Regions from separate parts of the Muntiacus reevesi genome. Here region 2 is linked to region 1. A link is a contact called in public Hi-C data. All regions are on one chromosome and are shown on one strand. The core of a region is the stretch at or near the end of the contact, and the rest is flanking DNA. Distances in the headings are between cores, read along the strand shown.

The links. Hi-C and Micro-C count contacts between places; a contact is called where the count stands out from the background.
Region 2: a contact with region 1 is called in a Hi-C map of muscle, with 5 times the contacts expected there. The contact joins the promoter of TIMM22 here to the promoter of RFLNB in region 1. A contact is called at or near these places in 2 of 3 Hi-C or Micro-C datasets (blood and muscle).

What each region holds. Positions count from the first base shown.
Region 1 is chr18:39,601,134-39,606,682 of mMunRee1.1, forward strand. It overlaps RFLNB (refilin B), which reads right to left and starts at 2,969. Exons shown (of 4, transcript XM_065909313.1): 1 at 2,679-2,969. The coding sequence starts at 2,888.
Region 2 is chr18:39,981,905-39,987,453 of mMunRee1.1, forward strand. It overlaps TIMM22 (translocase of inner mitochondrial membrane 22), which reads left to right and starts at 2,236. Exons shown (of 4, transcript XM_065910852.1): 1 at 2,236-2,516; 2 at 4,370-4,566; 3 at 5,185-5,257. The coding sequence starts at 2,279.

The sequences.
Region 1 (5,549 bases), core at 1,719-4,218:
AGACCACAGGCCCATCTGATGCTTTCCCCACAGAATTCCTGGTTCTAGCCTCCCGCTGATGGGCCCAGCTGTGATTCTATGGCCCCCACTGGGAAATGATGCCAGAGAAGGACTGATCCACAGCAGCAGAAGAGCATGGACAGGTGTGTTCAAATCTCGGGTCTACCATGAAGGTGCTGGGTGCCCTCAACAGAGTCACAGCATATGCCCTGTGACCTTCTCTGCACACCCAGAGGTGGGGTGGTGTCCCCTTCCACTGATGAGGTTTCGTGGAAGGATGAACAGAGGAAGCAAATCTGAGCTCAGCATTGTGACCGCGACCGGTCCCCAGGCCTACCGCATCATCCCACAGAAAGAAAACTGCCATGAACGGGGGCTTTGCCAACCAGAACCTTCAATTACACACCCCCAGCCCTATCACTGTCTCAGCAACTCTTCAGAAAAAGCCAAAACCAACAAAAAGAAATGCTACCAGGGATTTTTTTTTGTCACTGAAGATTCAGTCCAACTTCCCCCACGTCCTCTGCCTCTGGGGCCATCAGATCGACACCCAGCCAAGATGGAGGAATCTGCAAACTCGCTGGAAAAGCAGACACCAGAAAGTTCTCTATGGCACCTTCCACTGTTCAGAAAACTCCAAGAACCAGAGCACGGCATCCCAGGGGTTCACCCTCTTGCAGGCTGGTCAATGCATCGGGCTTTCTGATTCACCAAATAGCCTGAGTCTGAGATAGGGCCATCCTCCACGTAGGTGCTCGCTTTTCTTCGCCTGCTCTGACTTGAGTCAGGGCTTCTGTGTTAAGCCAGCTAAAGGAAGCAGCCCTCCTGGGATAACTGAGAACTGTCATTTTCTTTGCTTGATTTGAGAGAAGAACCTACACTTGGGCCAGGACATGGTGGTGGCAGCCCCACCCCTAGGGCTTCCAGGAAGCAGACATTTCTAGAAGGTTTGACTTTAAGACTCTTAGGTTACCAGGACAAGGTGTCAAGTAGGGGGCATAAGGTGGACAGACAAAAGCCAAAGGGGACCAGGTAGGTCAGGGAGAGGTGGGGGTCCCCAGGGTCCAGCCCTGAACTCAGGGTGGGTGGGGGAGGAGTTTAATAAGCCCTCACTGGGGCTTGAGAACTCAGGTCCGAGCGTCCAGGAGGGGGTAGGCACTGGCTGCAGCAGAGCTTCAGGAAGCAGCCCCCAGCAGTGCCAGGGGTGTCTGCTCTGCCCACAGACACTCCCCAACCTAGGGGTGCCTTCCCAGCAGCCCTGGGGGCTGCAGGACGACACAGCCACCAAGAGGAGGCAGGAGACTCTCAACACTCACACGGCAGCCTTCTTCCAGGTGTCCACACAGACACTGGTCCTCCTGCCCTGACTCCTCGCCTCCTCATGCCTGCCGCCAGCACTCTCTGAGCACACGCGTGCCCCAGTGCAGGCTGGGGGTGGGGCGGGGCAGCAGGAGTCAGACTCCCGAACCAGGTACCCACCAGGGGAAAGGGACGGAGTCACAGTCCCTGGCATGGCTCTGGGAGGCATCCAGGAAGACTTCCCAGAGGAGGTGACAAGTTGGGTCCCAAAGGGCAGCCGGCAGGGGTTTGATGGACTGGGTGTTGGAGAGGTAGAAGGGAAGAAGCATGCCAGAGGGAGGGAGCAGTCTCGGGGGCACCGGTGTGTCTATCTGCCTGCGGTCAGGGGATGTGGAAGATGAGGCTATAAAGGGCCAGGCGGCCAGGGTTCTGAAGGCCAAGATGGAGCCAGTGCTGCCTTCTAATGGAAACGAGAGAACACAGTGATGTTCATGGAGAGACAGGATCAAGAATTCCACGCACCAAAGCGGGTGGGTCCCTAAGAAGCAGCAGCTGAACTGACTATAGTCAGTAGCAACTGACTACTTCACACAGGGGAGAGGGCTGCAAACATTCATCCCCAAGGCAGAGGGGCCGGCTCAGAGCTCTGAGCTTGACTGTAGGCAGGATGTGGGTCCCTTGAACTCTAGGTAAAGGCAATAAACACCACCATCTGAGTGATTCCTAAGGTACTTGCATTTTCTCTTTAAATAAAAGTTTTAAAGTAAAGTAAAAGGACTCATCCTTGAAAGTTTCCACCCACCTAAAGTCCTCCCACCCATCATGCGCCAGATACAGGTTAGGTGATGGGTCAAGAGGGGCCACTGATCTCAAGAGGTCCTCTCCAAGGCTGCTAACAGTGCCCTAAAGCTGGCCCTCTTTGCTCAATGAATCCGGGAGTGGAGCAGATCCCTCCTCCCAAGACCTACCGGGAGTGGGAAAGGCCCGTCGGAACCACCGAGGGCGGGGGCAAAGCCCGGAGAAGCCTGGGGTTCCCTCTCGGTGTCCCGGGACCCCTGTGGCCCGGCCAGGTCAGGATGTGGTCAAGCCGCAGCCTGACAGCCGCGGGGGCCGCCACCCCGAAGGGAAGAGACGGCGGCCCGCCTCTCCCGGGGCTCCCGCGCCTCCCAGGCGATGACAATTTTCCAGCCACCGGCTCCAGCTGGCCAGGCTCTCGCCGCGCTCCCGCCCCGGGCTCCCGGCGCTGGCCACGCCGTCCCGACGGGCGGGCGGCGGCGCCCACATCGCGCCCCGGGAGGGCGGGCAGACCGCCTGGGGGTCCGGCACGGGGTGGGGGGATAGAGAGGATGAGGGGAAGGGGCCGGGGCGGGGTCACTTACCAGGGCCGCGCGGGTGGCCGCTGCGTCTGGCTCCAGCGCCCCCGAGGCCGGCGTGCGCTCCCCGCCGCCGCCCCCGGCCGCCGCGAGCGCCCAGTGGCTGGGGCTGGGGCTGGGGGGCAGCCCCGAGTCCGGACTGTCCAGGACGCCGTCGCCCTTCTTCTTCGTGTCCACGAGCTCGGGCACATCCTGCAAGCTCAGCCGGCCCACCATGGCGGTGCGCGCGGCGGGGCCGGGGCCGCTGCCCGCCGGCCGCCCTCCCTGCCGGCCGCCCGCGCGCCGTCCGGGTCCGCCGGCCGCCGCGCTCCCGGGCCCGCCCTCCGCCCCGCCCCGCCCCGCCCGGGCCCGACCCGCCCGCGGTGGCGGAGCCGCCAGGCCGGGCGCCAGGGGCCGCTGCGCTCCTGCCGTGCGCCGCCCGCGCTGCCCTCCGCCTGGCCGTTCAGCCCGCCGCGAGCAGCCGATCCCAGGCTCCCGGGGCGCCGGCCCGGGACCCCCGCCCCACCCGGCCGTCCGCCCCGCCGCAGGCGGACACGAGACCCGACTCGCACCGGGCCCGGGGGCTCCTTGTCCCCTTGACCTGGGCCAGCCGGGCCGGCGGACGCTAGAATCTCTAGCCCTAGGCGTCGAGGGGAAGGCAGAGGAGCGCTCCGACTCGCAGAGGCCTGGGGAGCCGGCCGAAACCAGCGAACAAACAACTGGAAATTATTAATAGTTAATGCGCTTCGTATGGTTCCAGCCGCCTCTTGGCTCAGCCGGGCGGCCTCTCAGGCTGTCTCTGGCTCTCATTTTTCCCCGGGGGGGAAAAGAGCGCCTACTCCGTTTATCCTCAAGGGGACTCGGGATGGGCGGGGGAACGCATCACCCCCCGGCCTGGGTGCTCAGCCTAACAGGTCGTGGCCACAGCGAGCAGGGAAATTCAGCGTGGGTGCAGAGCAGCCCTCGAACCAGATGAGAGGCTCAACCCGCTCTCCATCAGCTGTCTGAAGGGCTCCCTCCATTGGACGGGGCGGGACGGGGGATGGTGGTGGTCACAGCTTTTCAGACGGGTTACTTGCCCTTCCTCCTTAGTTTGATAGAGAAGCCCTACCTGAGTGGGAACTCATTGCAACAGCTGCCCAACGGTAGAACTGGGCTGTTCTCATATCTAAAAGCACTAGAAAAAATAAATAAATAAATAAAAGCACTAGAAAATTCGGGTACTGTTTCTCACAGAGACCACCCTGATTATTGGTAAGTTCAGGAAGTACCCCACCACCACCACCAGCCACCCTCCCCTGGGGGGTTTTGATGGCTGCTCCGCTAGGGCCTCAAGCTGGAGCTGTGACCAGACCTAGCTGGCAGGGCCCAGCTCTAAAGAGGAGCAATGCCCTGGGCTAGGGACTTCCCTGGCTCCATGAGAGGTGGGCGCCGTGCACAGCTCGCCATGGCATCTCAGTCTGTGTCCTTGCAAAAGCAGACAGAGGATCCTTGTCCTGCTTGGGACCTGGTGAAGTCCAAGTTCAGAGCAGGCAGATGTTTGTGATCTGCTGGAAATGGTTCAAACCTCCTATTCTCACCCATCACTTTCAGGTCAGGAAACAGAGAAGGAACTTGACTTGCCCCAAGTCACAGAGCTGGTACAAAGCAGCTTGCTGTGACCAGGAAGCCCAGGAGCAGCCCTTCCACAGAGAACAAAACCTGGTGCATGCCTGAGTGCTGGGAGGTTGCTCTTGAAGGACCTGTGGGAATAGATTACAAAATCAAGGGCCAATGGTTTGTGCCAGGATATACTGTAAGCAGTGGGTCTTAGAGGTTGGGCCAACTGTGTGGCTACACTTCTCTACCCCTGTTGACCTCACCGTCTGCATATCCCAGGCTGCCGCCCAACCTGGGGCATCACAGGAGGAATCTAAGAGCTTCCCAGGGGTGTGGAAAGGTGGGTGGTCTGCTGGAGTGGGAGGACTAGCACCCTGGAGGGAGTTTGTCCACCAGTGTGCCCAGGTATTAATAGATCCTGAGAACTCTTCCCTAAATCTGACCAGGTGGGAGAAAGTGTCCAGAAAGATGGCAACTGTTCCAAGTTGGTGGTGGCCTTCAAGGTCATCAGTGTGGAAGAAGAGGATGAGACTGAGCAAGGTCAGCGTGCTCAGCCAGTGTAGCCTCTGACTCCATCAAAGCCTGAATCATTGTGGGTTGTCTTGGGAGGGATCTCAACCTGGACCTGCTAAAACCTGGAGTCTAGGGGAAGCCCCACATCACCACCTTCAGAGCGGAATTGTGAAGGGTTTAGATTGCTCACATTCTGACAATGATCCAGAGACATCAAAGATGCCAAAGTGGGGAAGGGAATGTGAAGTTGTGAGCTTCAGAGGGTCCTGGTAGATCAAGGAGACAGACAGGAGGCAACCCTTCTTCCTTGGCATTTGAGTCATCAAGCAGGTGGCCTAGGACTTCACATGGGCATCTCGGCCATCGGGCTGGACCCAGGAAGCATCTATGTCTTATGTTCCAGCCTAGGAGAGTTCTGTCTGATCCCCAAGACAAGCTCTCCCCAACTCCAGGGAGGCATCTTGGCTTTCAGAGAGATCAGGACATCCTCAGGCTTCAGGACACTTGCCAAGATGCTCCCAAAGCATAAGATGATTGCATACCTTGGACTCCTTTCCTACAGAGGAGCTCAGCACTGATGCACACACAGGAAACCAGAAGGGCTTGAAGAGGAATTCGGCCCGCAGACCTGACGCTGATGGAGAAACAGAGGTGGAGCTCTGGTCCTGTTACAGATTCCCCTGGACCACTCAGGTGCCCATCCCCCAGTAAGATCCACCGAAGTCTTCCCCTCCATGGCTCCCAGAACCCTGTTGAACCAACTAAAAGACACCTGGGACCCCGGGT
Region 2 (5,549 bases), core at 986-3,485, 380 kb after region 1:
TTCCATCAGGTGAAACCCATTCCACCTATGGAAGGAGAAGGGTGGGGGAAGAGAGGTACCGGATCAGGGTATCTGTGTCTCCTTCTGTTATCCAGGCCACCATGTTCCAGAAAAGGCTTCTCCCGCCTCACCATGGTCACACTGGTACCACAGCTTTTAAAAAAATTTTTATCTTTGGCTGCAAGGCTCTTTATTGCTGCATATAGGCTTTTGCTAGTTGCGGCGAGCAGGTGACTTTGATCTCACCTGCGCTCTGATGCAGACTCTTCACTGTGGGATTGACTCTTGCTCTCTAACTCATCCCAGGGATTAATTGTTTAGATTGTTCCTTGCTTTGGAAGGCCACTTTGCCTGGGACTTGCCTAGGGGTCTGTCCCAACCTCTCAGATCCAACTTCGGCTCTTAAGACCTCTGAGTGAATCAGAACCCTGGGCCCCTCACTCTTCTGGAAGGAATGGGTGGTTGGCAGGGTGTGCTGAGTTAAAGATGCCTGTAGGGAATGTCTGGTTCCCAGGCTGATGAGAAGGCTCGTGTCGGAGCTAGAGATGAAAATTTGGGAGTCACTGCTGCAGTACAGGGGCTTACCAGGTGGCTCTAGTGGTAAAGAACCTGCCTGACAATGCAGAAGAGACACGGGTTCAATCCCTGGGTTGGGAAGATCCCCTGAAGGAGGGCATGGCAACCCACTCCAGTATTCTTGCCTGGAGAATCCCATGAGCAGAGGGGCCTGGTGGGCTATGGTACAGGGGGTCGCAAAGAGTCAGACATGACTAAAGCGACTTAGCACACGCACATGCATGCATCTTGCAGTACAGGCGGTAGTAGAAGTCACGAGCATGGATGAGCTGCTCAGGCAGAGTGAGGATAAAGGATGAAGCCCTGAGGGGCCCAACAGGAAAGGGTCAGGCAGAGAGGTGTCAGCACCGATGACCGACAGACACACTGGAGAGGCTTTGGCAAAACTAGGAGAGAGGAGCTCCACAGAAATGGAAGAAACTTCAAAACAGCGGTAAATGCAGCTGAGCCTTCGAGTGAAATGAGATCTGGACTCAACAACTGGGAAGTTAGGATGAGTGGGTTCACGGTCTGGTGGGAGCTGAAGCAGGGTGAACTGTAGGTTCTGCAGGTGACACAGACAACTCTGGCTGCCAAAGGGGTCTCTCAGTCTCTGTTGACTGGCTACCCTCCCCATCTTCTGTTTCCATTTGTTTCTATTAGCTGATACAACCAGATATGCTGCAAGTCTGGATCAATACAATAGTTTGGGATCCATTTTGGTACCATAGAAACTACTGTGAAAGGTTTTCTGGGTTCATACACGCTGCTATCTCACAGTTAAACTCCAGGTTCTGAGTTTGCAAGCTAGTAAGCACTTTTAACTGATTCAGCATAATATAAGTGGCATTCACCGCAATGCTAGTCCCACAGGACAACAACTGGCTGGAGGGAGTAGCAGCCTCGGCCTCCCTCGTTCTCCATCTGGCCATAGACATCTCGTACTTAAACTCGGCTATCTTCACTAATTTTTTTTTTTTTTTTTGGCTGCGCGGCTCGAGGGATTTTTAATTCCCGGATCAGGGCTGGAACCAGGGCCCTCGGAAGTGAAACGCGGAGTCCTAAGCAGTGGATAGCCAGGGGATTTCTTTCTTTTTTTCTTTTTTGTCTTAAACTTCACTCATTTTTTTTTGGCCCCTTCTCTCTCCCCTCAACGATTCAATTACTGAATAAAACATTTACTCCATACATTCATATCACGTTTTCACGTTAATTTACAAAGCACCTTACCCCATCGGCATCTAACAACGCACTGTTGGAATTACTAGGCTGGAAGGGCAGTGGCGAGGCGCGCGCACCCCCTGCTGGTGCCCCGGCTCGCTGTAGCCTCTCTGCCCTCCCGCCCGTCAGGAGCGCGAGAGGCGGCGGAGACGCGCGTGCCCGCGCAAGGCTTCCTGGGAAATGTCTGGGGTGTAAGTGTGTCAGAACTACAAATTCCGGTACGCCCCGCGCTGTAGCCGCGGAGAGGGTGCTGTCTGGTGATTCGAAATCTTTTGTCAGTGTCGTTAGGAATGCCTCATAAGCCTGATTCAGTATTCACAGGAGAACATGATAGCTCTTCCGCTGGGTGTGCACGAACTGACTTGGCTTCCGCGGCTTCCTCAAGCTCGCTCGGTGTGGCGAATCTGCCTTTGCGGTACGGTGGCTGGGCGCGCAAGGCCCGACGGGAAGCTTGTGGAATCTGTTATGAGAAGAAGAACGCCAGGTTTCCTGGGCCACAGTCATGGCGGCGACCGCCCCCAGTGCTGGGGGCTCCGCACCTGAGGCGGCCGCTTCCGCCGAAGCTCCGCTGCAGTACAGCCTTCTTCTGCAGTACTTGGTGGGCGACAAGCGTCAGCCCCGGGTCCTGGAGCCTGGGAGCCTGGGCGGGATCCCGAGTCCAGCCAAGAGTGAGGAGCAGAAGATGATTGAGAGAGCGATGGAAAGCTGCGCCTTCAAAGCTGCGCTGGCCTGCGTGGGAGGTGAGGCGGGGCGGGGGAACCTTGGGAGGCTGAGCGCTTGGGCGGCAGCGGGGTCCACTGCGCAGAAGACCACGCACCTAGGAGGGGAGGGGGCCCTGGGCCGCGACCTTGACCCACCCCCGCCTGGTTCAGTGAACTTGAGCAGCGCCTCCCTAGACCCCGAGGTTGGCTTTCGCCTCTGGAAATGCGATCAGAGACTCGGTCCTGGGTCGAGACCTGGGGTTTATAAAATGGTTGACTTCATTCATTCATTCATTCATTCGTTCGCTTTAAAGTAATTACTTTTCAGAAAATTATTACTGAGCGGCTATCACGTGCCAGGCGGTGGAAAGACAGAATGAGAGACAAGAGCCGTGTTCTCATGAAGCTAATATTTTAACATACACAGAAAGAAAAGTGTTCAGAAGGAGGACAGTGCTGCAGACCTGGGGCGCAGAACTTGCAAAGGTTAGGCCTTAAGTGACTTCAAGCTAGAAAAACAGGCCTGTGAGCCCAATGTGACTGGACAGCTGGAACGAGGGGGAAAGAAGTCTGGGCTTGGCATGTTTTTGTTTTTTTAATCGTTTGAGGATTTGAGAATGTAGGTGTCCCTCCTGTGTGCTAAGAGGCTGACCACATTTGCAGGTGAGTTGAAGTCTCATTGAGAATGAAAGGAAATTAAGAAACGAATATAGTGAGAGTGGAAACGTGAAATTGAGCAGAAAGAAGAAAGATCTCTTTGGTTGGGAGAAGACCACAAGAGGTGAGACTGGAGCCTGTGTCTTGAAGGATTAAGAGAATGAGGGTAGATAAAGAGACATGGCATTTCAGGTTGGGGTGGAGTGGTGCAGGTTGAGCTTTTTGCATGTAGGCATTAGGGCAGTCATTGATGGGTTTTTAGAGTTACCAAGAGCTTGATGACTCATGGTGGAGTGTGGCAAAGGGAAGGAAAGTCAGTAGACAGAGAGACCATATAGGGAATTTGCTAGACTGAAGCTCAGTGAGACATGGACTGGGTCTTTGTTCTTCATTGTGCCCGACCCTAGATCTCTTATATGTCTGTTGAAATAATGCTTTGTAGTGCTCCAGGGTGGAAGTGATGAGGGCCCTAGGCTAGGATGATAATTGTGGACCTAGCCTCATAGGAGGAAGCAAAGAAACAGCCATAAGTGTACCTGAAGTTTGGCGCGGGAATGACTGGAGAACAGGAACCGTAAGCAGGGAGGTCTGGAGGGGAGGTGCCCGTGATTTCGTTGAACATATACTGACCTTGAGGTGGCGAAAGGACATCCATGTGGAAATGTCCAGCAGGCTCAGGAAGGTCAGCTGTGGACCACAGCGTGGCATTTGCCATTTGGGAACTTTGTGACCTTAGGGAAATTAGTTTACCTCTCTGAGCCTCAGTTTCTTCGACTACAGAAAGGAAAGGAAAATAGTATCTACCTCACGGGATTACTGCAAGGAATAAGTTAGGCTGGGACAATAAAGCGTAATTGGTATATGGTATTTACCAAATGACTTTTATGAATGTCACCATTGTCAAGGGAGTGATTTGCAAAGTTGATGCCTGAACTTGAGGGTGACTGGTTCATGTGTGAATGTAGAGAGAGAAAGAGGGTTAAAGATGGAATCTTGAAGAATGCTAGAAAATGAAAGGAGGAAGAAATACAAAAAGAGTCAGAGAAGAAGCTGCCTACTAGATCGATCTTGGATTTTGTAATGTGGAAACCAGGCCAGTGGAGAGTTTCTGAGGCAAGAAGGGGATGGGGTATCCTCTTCACTGGTGGCCATCCAAAAGGTGCAATTTGAGTATGACCCTATTACAGTAATCTGAAAAACGTGCCAACGAAATCTTCATCTCTGTTCATTTTTAGGATTTGTCTTGGGAGGTGCCTTTGGGGTGTTCACTGCTGGCATTGATACCAACGTGGGCTTTGACCCTAAGGATCCTTACCGTACACCGACGGCCAGAGAAGTTCTTAAAGACATGGGCCAGAGAGGAATGTCCTATGCCAAAAATTTTGCCATTGTGGGCGCCATGTTTTCTTGCACTGAATGTTTAGTAGAATCTGTAAGTGTCCCTGCCTTCTGAGAAAGCCTTGCCTGTTTCCATCCTGTGAGTTTTAAAGAGAAATACTCAATGCTACTAGAAAGCAGCTCAGAAGTGTCCAGTACTTGCTAGATTCGGTTTCCATTAAATAGTCCCTAATGTAAACTTCTTGTGAATTTATGATTTGGGCTTGCCTTATTTTTTATTTTTTTTTACAGGCCAGAAGTTGGTTAATTATTTTTTTATTGCTTTTGACTGCACCTCGCGGCTTGTAGGATCTTAGTTCCCCAACCAGGGGTGGAACCTGGGCCCCTAGCAGTGGAAGCAAGCATGGAGTCCTAATGATTGGATCACCAGAGAATTCCTGGTTAATAATTTTAAACAAGAGACTTGTTGGGGAACCTGAGAAGAGGTTCTGATTACTTCTCAAATGTGACACTTGGCTCAGTGCTTTGGTACCATGTGCAGGAAGCATTTGTGAACACATTCAAATTTTAGGAATTATACTTTTGAAAGAAAACAAGATAGGTTTCCTTTGGGGAGGGACTAAATTAGCCAGCTAGAAACCCTGTCTTTTTTTCCTTAGTTTTCTTGTTTGGCTTGTTTCTTTGGCTCTGAACTGCTCTTCTCCACCCACAGTACCGGGGAAAATCAGATTGGAAGAACAGTGTCATTAGTGGCTGCATCACTGGAGGAGCCATTGGTTTCAGAGGTTAGTAAACAATTCTCACATGCTTTTCTTTGTGGCCTTGGACAACATGCTGAAGTTGACATTTCCAAACACATGAGTGTTCCAAGGACAGCTCAAGGCATATGTGGAACTTGATATTCTCCTCTCCTGACAAGTAAATCACATTTTCTGTGTTAACTCAATTTTGGAAACTTCTAGTATCTAGATCAGAGTTTCTGATCCTTGGCATTGCTGACGTTTTGGACCAGAGGAGTGTTTGCTGGGCGGAGGGGAGTGCTGTTCCTGGCCTCTCCCCACTCGGTGCCAGTAGCAC